Linked DNA regions of Anas platyrhynchos: region 1 is linked to region 2. The links are chromatin contacts, called in public Hi-C maps. All regions are on one chromosome and are shown on one strand. Each heading gives the region's core, a stretch centred on a gene start, on an enhancer-like site or on the middle of the called end of the contact. The rest is flanking DNA. Distances are from core to core; before and after follow the strand shown.

Region 1 (6,297 bases), core at 2,453-4,952, 40 kb before region 2:
AAAGTGTACTACAAATCCAGCTAATCCTCTCTGGGGAGAGTGCTCTCTCCCCTCTTAAGCGCATCCCCTGCTAAAGCATCTCAGTATTTATATCTGGCCCTTGCCACAGTTGCTCCTTTACTCCCCTCATTTAGCTTGTCATGCAATGCCACTGCATGGATTTACTCTCATAGAAGGTCCCTTTGGGCAATAGTTTTTTCCCTGCCTATGTTTTGGCACCTGAAGTGGTTTTCTCGTGGTTTTCCAAGCCCCCCACTGCTGCACAACCTGCCTTATTGGCACTGACAGTACTTGCAAATTGCCCGTCGTCTTTTCCTTCTGAATATCACAGTTTTTGTTCTAGCACATGGGTATGGATGGGTGTTACCAAGCTTAAGAAGGTAAGTCAGGCCGGTGCTTCTGTTTCGGCACCCACAAGGGACCTCAGCAGAACACCTGATGGGCTGGAGACAGGCAAGAGACCAAATACTGGAAATGTATGAAAAGTTCTTTTTTAGGACTGGAGACCCAGCTGAAACTTGCAAACGGGCCTTCCTGGTTTTACAAGTGTACAGCTGAGGAGATGAATTCTGAATAGTACGGATCACAACTGAATTAGTTTTGAGAATGGAAAAAAAAAAGAGTCCGATTCTATTCCTCTGTTGCTGATCCAGAAGTCTGCCTGCCTTAAACTGTGTGACAACTAGTGAGGCTGATTAGCACCGAGATGAAGTATTTCGAAGAAAAACTCACAAACTTTTGAATTATTCAAAACTGATAGCATGCCCATAAACACCTGTAGAGGTACACTTCTACTGATAACACTATTATGAATGACGTGCTCAGTGTTTATTACATGAATGAAAGATGTCCCACTTTCACAGTAAACTTCAGACTGGATTTGCTCATAAAACATGGATTGTTGGGAGAAATACAAAAAATAGTGACCCCCAAATTTCACTTTGCAATACTGCTGTACGTGTATACCTGAGATGTCTATGGGGCTGCACGGAGCCAGAAGAGGGAATTTGGAAAGGCACAAAGCTGGAGCACAATCCATCCAGCTTTGGTTTGATACAGTTTATAAGGGAAATTAGAAGCGGTGTTAGTTTTAACATGTTCAGCCTTGGGTCACATCGCAACCCTTGGCTGCAGCTTGGATGGCTAACGTGTGTTGCAGCAAGTTGTGCAGCGAGCAGCGTGTTTTGATTTCACTTGTCCAGACAGGGATTTTGGTTGCCCCATTCTGGCAGACAATCTGAGATTTCATACCTTGATCTTATCAGCCTGTGCTGAGTTTCCTCCAGAGAGAACACCTGCAGCCTGACAGCATGGATTCAATGAGAGCTGCAAACGTGTAGCACTGCTGAGGATTCAGACCTCTGTCCTTGACTCGCTAGCAGTGGTGCCGTGCTTTTGCAATACCCCAGTGGATTTCAACACTTCTGAACTGTGGATCTCCAGTGGGGGCTTGGATCCTTCCAGGCTGGCTGCTGTCGACCACCCTTGCTTTATTTGTTAGTTTCTGTGGAACATGAGTTGAAAACATCTGCTCTAATCTACCAGGAAATTCACTTTAAAACACCAGACTCTTTACATATCATCTTCCCGTTGGCACACAGCTGTCAGAGACGACAGCTATGGTAGATTTAAAGCAGTGGTTTGAGCAGGTGGCTAGCTTGCATGAACTTTCACCAAAATAGCCATGTTGGTTGCAGTTCTGGCTGATCGACGTGTTGGTGCAGGTGAGTGTGTGCGAATAGTCCTGCTGTTGACACTATTATTGTTTGTACCAGAACAGTGCCTCGGGTCAAACAAGAAGAGGTCTCCCTTGTACCGGGCATTCAAGGAACTCCAAGAAACAGACAGTGCCTGCTGTAAAAAGCTTACACTTAAGCAAAGCTGTCCTTTCAAAATTTAGATTTTTTAAATTATTATTGCAGATCCACACATATTGACACGTATGAGTAGGTCTGATTTGATTTCATTGTAAAAGTGCGTGTCGTTCACCCCCCCCCCCCAGTATATGGAAACAGAGCTCTGTGGGAACTGCTCGCAGTGTTTGGTGCAGGAGGTAATTACCAGGGCTCTTAGATACTGACAAAGTGAATCTCTATAAAAGAGATGTTTGTCTTCCTGTTGGTTGTATCGTTCATGTCATTAAATGAGTGCCTTTCTTCTAACCTTAGCCAAATTGTGTAATTCTGTGCATCCTTCTATAAACTGATACTTAAGAGTACTCTGGCGACTTCCTAGCTTTTTATAAATAATTTTGATAGTAACGTTCAACAAAAGTATCCCTAGAGTTTGTGAGTAATTGATAGATTACAAACCCCTTCCCTCCTGAAAGTATTTAACCAGCAGTTCTGCTGTCAAATGCCAGCCTATTGAATACACCAGCTTTATAACAACACGTGCGATGCTCGCAGGAATTGCAGTCCATCCAGTCAGGTGTCGTGTTTGACAGCAGCCAGTACAAAAGGCTTTATGGCAAAAAGCTTCCAAACCCTTCCAGTTGCAGCTCGCCTCTCCAGCGATTTGTGTGACTCGCAGTGTGAACACGAGTTTCAGATGAAAGAGTTTGGGGCGGGCTCCGGGCTCCGCTGCTGGCACCTCGCTTGGCATCGTGACCTCTCCTTTGAGGAGTGCTCTGAGAGCTGCTGCCAGAAGCCCAGCGGCAGGTACACGCCGTGTGATCATCTGCTCGCCACCCAGCACTCCTTCCCTTTCCCAACCTCCCTCCACTGGGGATGAGTTTAAACCTCTCAGCACAAAGGTTTATACTTTCTCCAAATGTTTTGCTAGCGTCGCGTAAAACAGCCCAGTAAATTCCTCCTGAATTCGTGACCCTGGCAATACCCAGCGCAGTGTGTTCCGCAGTTTAATAACATGTGTATGAATTGCATAAAATGTAATTTGTTTTTTTATTGGTCCTAATGTGTCGGTTCCAACTGGGAAACTGCAAACAAGATCCGAGTTCCGTGAGTACCTAGGAGATAAAAACTGAGTATGAGTGATAGGATTTCTCTTGATAGGGCATCCATGTTGCACACAGCATCACCGAGCCACTAAGCCGTTCAGAAGTCCAGGATGGGAGTTATTTTTCCCCCCATTTATTTATTTTTTGGGGAATGCCGCCGCTGTGATGCCGGGTTACCAGAGGACACCGCCTGCTACGGACACCGCTGACCCCGGCCCCGCCGGGCTGCCTGAGGGGAGCGGCGCTGCGGGGCTCTGCCGCCCCTTTCCTGAGGTGATCGCCCCGGAGCGAAGCCACCGGACCCCCCCTGAGGTCCACGGCCCCGTCCCTGGGCTGCCGCCAGCGCGAGGGCTGCGAGAAAACGGAGTGCCGGGAGAGAAAAAAAGAGAGAAAACGCGTTTATTCCCCAACGCGCTCCTCACAGCCCGCGCCGCGCGGGGCTTCCCCTCATGGCGGAGGGCGGGCGGCCGCGGTGAGGCGCGCAGGTGTGTGGCCGCGCACCTCCGCCCTTCCCGGGCGGCTCCCCCCGGCCTCTTCCTCCTTCTCCTCCTCCTTTTCGTCCCTGTCCCCGATCGGGGTCGGCGGCCACGGCGCGGCCCCTCTGAGGCGAAGCGGGGAGGGGCGGGGGCAGCAGCAGCGCGCGCCGCTTCCCGCGCACCTCGCGCGGCCACCGCCGCTTCTGCTCCTGCCGCTGCTGCTGCCGCTGCCCTCGGCGGCTCCGCGGCCATTGACGTCAGCGCGGGCCGCACGTGACCCCCCCGCAGCCAATGGGCTGAGCCCGGAGCCGCTCCGGCGAGCGGGGCGAGCGCTGCCGGCAGCCTCCCGCCGCCTCCTCCTCCTCCTCCTCCCGCGGCGGCGGCGGCGCGCAGGGCCAGCACACACAGACACACACACACCGCACACACACACACACATCCACACCCCTCTCACACACACACACACACGCACAGGCAGAGACCTCCCCGCGCGCCCCAGCCCGCCCCGCACCGCCCGGCCACGCGCGGGCACCCACGCACCCACCTACATGCACGCGCGCGCCCGCCCCGGGGGGAAGGAAGGAGCCGCGGCCGGACGCCCCGCAGCCCCCGCCGCCAGCACCGCCACCGCCACCAGCAGCAGCAGCAGCAGCAGCAGCACTACCACTACCAGCAGCAGCAGCAGCCCCCGCCGGGACCACCGCCGCCCCCGCCCCGCTCTCTCCCGGCCGGCAGCGTGGATGTGGCGCCGTGCGAGCCGCCGGGGGACCCGCCGGGGGGCGGACCGCCGACTCTGAGGCCGGGGCTCGGCCGCTGCCCTTCTCCCTTTAACCCCCGCGGTGTGTGCGGATCCCTTCCCCCACGGCGATTTTTTTTCCTCTTTTTTTTTTTTTCTCTTTTTTTTTTTTTCACCTCCTTTTTTCCCCTTTTCCCTTTTTTTCCCCATCCTTTTCTCCCCTTTTCCCACCCTCCCCCTATCTTCCCCCGTTTTTTTTTTCAATTTTTCCCCTTTTCCCTTTTTTTTTCTTTAATTTTTCCCCTTTCCTCCCCTCTCCCCCCCCCCATTTTTCCCCTTTTTTCTTCCTTTTTTATTTAATTCCCTGACCTCGCCGCCTCCTCGGATCTCTCTCCTTCTCCCCCCACCCCCCCCGCCTCCGCGGGGCCGGGCGCCGCCACCCCGCGCTGCCCATGGATCGCAGCGGCGGCCCCGGCGGGGGCAGCGGCGACCGCGGGCAGCAGCAGCAGCAGGAGGAGGGCAAGGGGCCGCCTCCCCCCGACGTACCCGGGCCCGAGGGGGGCCCCAAAATGGGCGCCGCTCCCTGCCGCCGGCCCCCGCTGCACTGCAACGGCATGAGGTACAAGCTGCTGCAGGAGGGGGACATCCAGGTGTGCGCCATCCGGCACCCCCGGACGTTTCTCAGCAAGATCCTCACCTCCAAGTTCCTGCGCCGCTGGGAGCCGCACCACTTGACCCTGGCGGACACCGGCGTCGCCTCGGCCACGGTGAGTTAGGGACGGGAATAAGGTTTTGGGGTGAGAACGGGCGGGTTTGGGTCTGGGTTGCGCAGCTGGGACCGGCTGCGCCCAGGCTCTGCGCCCTGGCAGCGCACGGAGCGCGCCGCACGCTGGTTCCTGTAACCGGGCTGCCATCGGCCCTGCGGGGATTTACGGGGAAATGCCTCGGGTTTCTCAATGGTTTCAGTCCGGCCTTGCTACGGGACATCGCACGGTTGTGCCTGTACCCCCTTCCTTTAGCTTGTCGTGCAGTGACATGTAGGGCACGCGTGGCACCGGAGCGTGGGCTGGCTTTTGTGGGGTTTTCTGTTAATGGGGTGGCTGAATGGGTCTCGGCCAGCACGCAGAGCTGGGTTTCATCATGCCCAGTGGCTGTGTCCCCCGGCATCGTGTCATGGGGTGCTATGGCAGTGTCCCCCGACACCACACCATGCCATGTCCGTGTCCCCCGACACCACGCAGTGCCATGGGGTGCCCATTCAGGCCATCAGCAGCAGCCCCTTCACCCTGCAGGTAGGCCAGCTGCCCATCCTCACGCAGCTCCTTCAGTGCCACAATGACATCCCCACGTCCCGCTTCCCCCCGGGCTGCCGAGGGTGTTTCCGAGGGAATATTTTCCCTTCCCTGCTGGAGCTGCTGTGTGAAGGCAGGAGGGAGCCCTGCAAAGGCACGAGCGCTGCTCGTTCTCGCAGCGCTTCGTTTTCTCGAGGTGCCATCAGCGCGGAGGGGAAGTTGAATATTGGTGGGGATGAGGCGTTTTCCCGGCAGTATCCGTGGCCGATGATTTCTGAGCAGAGAAGGATACCGGCAGAGCGAGGCGTGATTGTGCTTCAGACATTAATCTCTGCAGTGTGGCAATACTTAGGCATGAAGTTGTATTCGTGCAGGAGACGCCAAACTCTGCTCTCTGGTGGAGCTGTCACCCGAGAAATTGCCCCTGAAAACATTTCCCAAGTCCCATAGGGTGGTGCTTTTAATTAACGCGATGTCATTCCTAATTATTTTAGGCACATAAGTAGCAAGTAGATACCAAAACACTGTGTGCACCAGTGCAGGCTCCATTTTGTTGAGCAGGGCTCTTCGTGCTTGGTCTTGTGCCTTATCAATTTTTTTTTCCAGCACTAACTCACCACACAGATAACGTTGTTCGCAGAAATACCCGTGCTTTGTTATGCTTTATTATGTGGCACGCAGTCTTTGGTTTCCAGGCAGTAATTAGGGGACTAGGGTACGATCCGTGTTCACTTGTTGCCTGAACGTATGTGCGGGTGTGCGTAGCAGGTATCTCCTGGCTCCGCGATCCCTAGATCTTCTTTTTTCTGGAGGTGAAAAGATGCGACTTACGCA
Region 2 (5,790 bases), core at 1,531-4,030:
CGGTTGTGTTGTAGCTATTCAGGTGATGCCAGAGCCTGGCAGTCTATCACTTGTGCTGCTGTGGAAATTGAGTGTGCCTTTAGATTTCAATGAACATCCCGATAGAGAAAGTTTTGAGGGTTTGGCTGTCCGAACTGCTGCACTTCATGCTGTTACCCACGTTCTGCTTGCTATTCTCTGCCTCCCCACTACCTCCTCTTGCAGCTTGTGGGCTATAAGGTCTTTTACCACCTTGAACCCGAAACCTTATATTCCAGCTACGTTTACAGCTGGGGCCAAAATACACAGAACTCTGAATCCGTTGCCAGTTTATCTTGATCATCATAAACAGTAAAATGCATCTGCCCTCTGACGGCCCTTTATACATTCGGCCAAAGTTTATGCATGTAAGTGCTGCCACTGAAGTCAGCAAGAATATCCATCTGGGGCCTTTTTAATAACTTGAGCCCTTGTTTCTTGGAGTAGATTTGTTTAGGTTTTCTCTAATGATCCTTTTTCTTTCTTTCTTTCTTTTTTTTTTCTTTCCCCTACGTGACCACTGGAAAATTTTGTTCTTTAGTTTCTTTACATTGTAGGCTTGGGGTGCATATCAGATTTCTAGTGTTTGGTTATCTTTGTGGAGATACAGTTTTCTTCTGTCGCTACATTTATAATCTTTTGCTGATGGATATAAAAATTCAAAACTGATAAATGCAGCAGCAATTGATCTTGCAGTTGAGATTTAAAATAACAGATCATAAAATATTTTAATCTTTTTATTCCCTCTACCTCCCAGCTTATCTTTGGATAAGGAAAATGTCAATACCTGATTTATGCAATGGAGAGGTTACTTTTTAAAAATTCAAACACTAGAACGAGTTTGTAAAGTTATATGCCAGCAGAAATTGAAACGCTGGTTTGCTGCTGGTGTGGTATTTGCAACTAATTGAAATGTGGATACTAAGAAATGAGTAGCTCAGTTTGACTTCCTGGCACTTGAGAATTTATACCCTGGTTAGTAATTTTGAAGACTCGCTTGCAAACAATGGTTCAGTGGGCACACTCACAAAATTGTGTGGGTAGTGATGTCAGAAAAATTTACCAGCTGCATGTTACCCAGAAGCCTAAATCTTCTGCCTCAAATGTAGGGAGAATGGGAATGAGAACTTAAGTGATCTATGGCCTTTGTAAGAATGCCAGTTAGGAAAAACGGAAGGAGATAGTAATTTGATTTTTTTTGCTAACACAAAGCTAATGGTGGAAAATGGAGTGATTGGTTGTATTTTTAATAGTTCTCTAAATCTTGACCAGTACATTATATTCAATGAAAGCTACATTCAAAATGATTTGGCTTGCCATTACGTTCTCTAAATGTAAGTACACTAGCATTTAGCTAACCCAAATAAAATTGATAATACAGGAGTATAGGCTACTAAAAACATTAGTAAATGTATTGATTATCGATAAATAAAATTATATAAAATTACTGTGAGTAAATAAGTTGGTTTACTAGTAAAAGTAAAGAACCAGCAGGAAAAACAGAAGGAAAAAGGTAGAACTTACAAGTAAGTATATTTAAAGGTGAACCGGGAGCTATTATTGTCTACCCTTATTAACTGCTTTCCTTTTCCCCCTATTTGGAAGTGTTTTACCTCAGAGGTAATTTGTTTCATGCTCATCCAGCATTAATAGTATTCATTTTTAATTAATTTAACAGTAGCATTGTCCATCTGTCAGTGCAAACCTAATCTGTTAACCAGATAAAATCAACATGTCTGCGAGTTCATTGCAGGTCAGCAGGCAACAGTTGCGTGTATGCATTCAGGGTTCTCTGCTTAATAATGCAAAGGCTTCTATACAAATACACAAGTGCAGTGACTTTTGAAACCAAGCGTGTCTCAATATGCTAATATAGGATGGCAGATAAAGTGTCCTAGGTCATGGTTTGAGTGTCCCTAAAGCTGGTTAATCTTTGCCAAAAGCTGAAGTTAGTTTTGTACAGATGTCCTTTTTTTTTTCAGTAGCGCGGAGCCCGTTGGAGATGCTGGTGAGGAACGCTACAGATTGCTCAGTGTTTCTGAAATTTGGCCTCCAGATCAGCATCCTTATTTGGAAACCCCATCTCTTCCATCTTCCCTCCCCCCTTTTGGATCACAAAAGGCATTCTGAATGGAAACAATTGCTGGATGTGCTCTTCTTTTTGCACTTTTTAAACTTGGCTGTCTAGCTGTGAACAGAGAGGCATGTATGTGCATCTCAGCTATTCATGAAACTGTAATTCGTGCTGCTAAAGTTTGAGAGCTGCTCTCGGCTAAAATAGTTTGATGTAAGACAAGTGTTTTAAAACTGTTCCGATTGTTGGATGCTAAAATGAGCCTTTGAACAACAGTTATATTTAACGCTGTGTTTTTGGTTTGGACAGAGATAAGCATCGGCAGCGTGAGGAGAGCGGTTTCCTTTGCTACTCTTGAAACTGTGTGCGAGCAGTCCTCATGAAATACCAGCGAGTAATATGTGCAGGTACCTGGCTGCAGGGAGCCAGGGCAGGTCTGTCTTTACAACATGGACAGGTACGGGCTGAGGTTCCTCCACAATTCTTGTTTTCACAAGTACCTGCTCCAACAGCCGTGAAACGGGGCCTTGTACCTCGCCATGCTGCTTGGGGTTTGAACTGTGTTGGCTAACGCAGAGATACTTGGGCAGAGTTTGTACTTGTCTTTATCACTGGAGTAGCACAGGTCCTGTGTACTCGGCTTTTGTTGGGCTTAGAAAGGATAAAATTCAGAAACAGATTGTGGCTGCTTGAAATTCTTCCACAGCCAGGCCTGGCCATGGAGCAAAACAACCGCTTTTCCACGTGGTTTCCACAGCCTCCTGACAAAGATCATTTTGTACAGACTCAAGGCTCTGGTCGTGGCTTTGATTTGCTTTTCATCATTTACCTAAGCAAAGCTCACCAGGGCTGTGAGCAGCAGCAGGCTGCAGGCACAGAGTGGCATGGGGTGCCCCGATGCTGCTTCCTGCCCAGGCCTCTGCACACAGCTGGGCTTGGTGCCTTTGTATTTCTTCTCTATTTTTCAACTGATCTTCTTTAAAAGAGACTAAATGAAAGGAGGAGAGGGAGTTTTCAGAATTGGGGAATTATTCCATATTTTGGATAGTGTGAAAGCACAGCTGAAATTATTCATTGACTGTATTGTGTCGGATTGGTCAGCTCGAGTAAGTGGTGAAATCCTTAGTTAACTTTCAACTAGCTTTCAATGGAAGCTGTAAAATATGAAGTTGTTTGTAACAAAGGTTGCCCCATAGTGCTTGTTTTAATTTGTGTCTGTTCAGGGTAGCTGAGCCATTAGTGGGAACCAGTGTCTGTAATGCTGCCATTGGGAGCTGGGAGCAGTTCCCATTGGGAGCTGCTCAGCAGTTTTGCATAGCTGGGCTTGTTCCTATAGAAATCCAGTGCGTATGTATTTGGCAATACATTCTTCTCTGAATCTGCTCAGGGGAAAATACCCCTGGCCATTCTCAACGCAGTGCAAGGATGGATGATGCAGGTCACAGCCCTTCTGCTCTTTCTTGGCTAACCAGCTGAGCATGTCTTGTGAAGCCAAATGAAATGCTTGAAAATAATGTGCTTGGTAAAAGAATACTGGACTATAAATAGGAACAAATCTTCTCTAGTGTAAGTGTGTGCAAAGAAATGAGATTGGGATTAAAAGTAAAACGGAATAAGCTTTTAGAAGAGGACGTGTGAGTCTGGGGGGTTTCGTTCTTGCTAGAGGAGGGCAGTGTGGTAGGAGCAGGGTGTTTCTGAGCTGGTGCAGAGCTGTTCCAGCACGGCACTGGCACAAGCTAACACGTTGTCCCTGTGAGAGCCGGCTTGAGCTCTTTGGTCCTCCTGTCCGGTCATTCCCACCCCCACGCTGTCCTTTGCTTGGGTGGTCCAGATGTTTACAGGCAGCCTGGCGAGCAAGATGAAGAAATTCATCAGAGCTGAGAAAAAAGGAGGGGGATTATTTTTGGGCTGGCTCTCTTCCCTAATCCCATTTACCTTCCAGGCTTGCAAAGGATTGAACTAGCCCGGCTGAGGGGGCAGTGGTAAAGCAGAAATGGGATGGAGGAGGAGGGAAGGTGTTAGGTCACGACTCTGCCTGGGAGAAATAGCCCATCTTCACTGATGGTAGGTTAAATAAAGAACTTCAAGGTTGGCTTCTCTGCCAGGGCTTTATTTTATGTTGTGCTGGCTCATGTAATCTGGAGAAGCAGCTCTATCATGTGAGTTTTCCAAGCACCGAATTCTCTTTCAAAATAAAACCAATTTAATCAGCCCAGTGAATTCCAGCCCTAAGCCTTTCAGCAGGGACAGGGCTTTGATTACCCTCGCAGTCATCCCGTTCTGGCTGTGTTTGGACAAATTCAACGTTATGAACTTCAAGTATAGGTGTGAGTTCTTGCCACACTGTTCCTCTAAAGATTATAGATTAACTAGTGTGCTGTGATAACTACAGCTTTATTACTGGGGATTTGGGGAACGAAAACTTGAATTCTCCCAATTAAAAAAGAAAAAAAAAAGTCATCTAAGCAGGGATGACTGAAAACTGAAGTGGGGAATTTCTGCTCGCTGCTCTCTCACTTCAGCCGTTTGCCATTGAGACACACATGGCAAGGAGGGCTGTGGAGCTGGCAAGCCACCTACCATTCTGCTGCAGAAAGGCATGCCTCTTCAACTGCATGCTGAAATTCCAAGTACATTAAAACGTACATCTCCTCCCCAAACCCTGCTGCTGGGAAAGGCGTGGTGCAACCTGTGTGCGTGCGAGAAGTTTTTTTTTTTTTTTTTATTCCTTCATCAGGTAATATACTAATTTTGGAGGCAACGCTGCAATTACAGAAGATTAACTTGTTGATGTTAGTTCGGCTTTCTGGCTTGGAATTTTGCCAGGTCTTTAGTTATGAAAGTAAAATGTAAAGGTGGGTCAGTGACCTTGTATCCTAGGGAAAGTCTCTCTGCCTGCTAAGGCTGAGCTCATATCAGGCCAAGAACTGAGGACTGCAGAGGAGAAAATCAGATTCTGCCTGCATCTGTAGTTATGAATCACAGCACCAGTCATAGATTTATCCTAAAATACCCTATGTAATGCCTGCGAACTGACATATTGTACTAGCCTTTCATACAAAAAGCTAAAATTTTAGTATTAAAATCTCAAATTTCCTTAACAAGTGTATTGACAGACACTGCTAACCAGCTCTATTTCTTCTTAAAAGAGGAATGTGCTTCCAATTTCTAGAGTGGCAGTAACCATTACAGAACCAGGAGACAGTACTTTATCAAGAGGTATTGCTTTCCACCATGCATCATTCAGTAACCAATTGCTCGTCATCATGAATTCCACTGAGAGTACTTAGACTGGGACCAGCAAAGTTTCATTAACACGGAAGTCTAACACAAACACGATGATGTTTGAGCTCATTGACTTGCCAACACAGATACTCTATTACCTTTCTAAGCCTAGGGTCATGAACTGCACAAGGGTTAGGGAGTTTTTACCATAAGTAGGTAGATGGCTGGCCAGTAAGCACAAGTTGAGAAGGAAGATTTTTCTTCTGGTCACGTTTCCCCACATCATTGTTCAGTGCTAGGCAGATAGGATCTGCAGATATTTTGAGCTGAGGCCCCAAACTAACCTATTTTCTTCATCAATTAGTATCAATTACTGCAAGTCGCATGGAATCATAGAATGATTTGGACTGGAAGGGAACTTAAAGATCATCTAGCTCCAACCCCCCGCCTTAGGCAGGGATACCACCCTCTAG

The links. Hi-C and Micro-C count contacts between places; a contact is called where the count stands out from the background.
Region 1: a Hi-C map of small yellow follicle shows a contact between it and region 2, with 1.9 times the contacts expected there. The contact joins the promoter of CMIP here to the enhancer-like site in region 2. A contact is called at or near these places in 2 of 8 Hi-C or Micro-C datasets (skeletal muscle and small yellow follicle).

Annotation. Positions count from the first base shown.
Region 1 is chr12:5,039,515-5,045,811 of IASCAAS_PekinDuck_T2T, reverse strand. It overlaps CMIP (c-Maf inducing protein), which reads left to right and starts at 3,702. Exons shown (of 21, transcript XM_027466765.3): 1 at 3,702-4,938. The coding sequence starts at 4,624.
Region 2 is chr12:4,998,706-5,004,495 of IASCAAS_PekinDuck_T2T, reverse strand. The region is part of intron 1 of CMIP (c-Maf inducing protein); the gene reads left to right. Among named protein-coding and RNA genes, the nearest start is that of CMIP, 41 kb to the left of the region's middle. Within about 2 kb of position 2,780, at least 4 of the 8 cell types and tissues checked have an H3K27ac peak or open chromatin away from gene starts, as enhancers often do. A contact at or near this core is called in small yellow follicle, where this site is marked.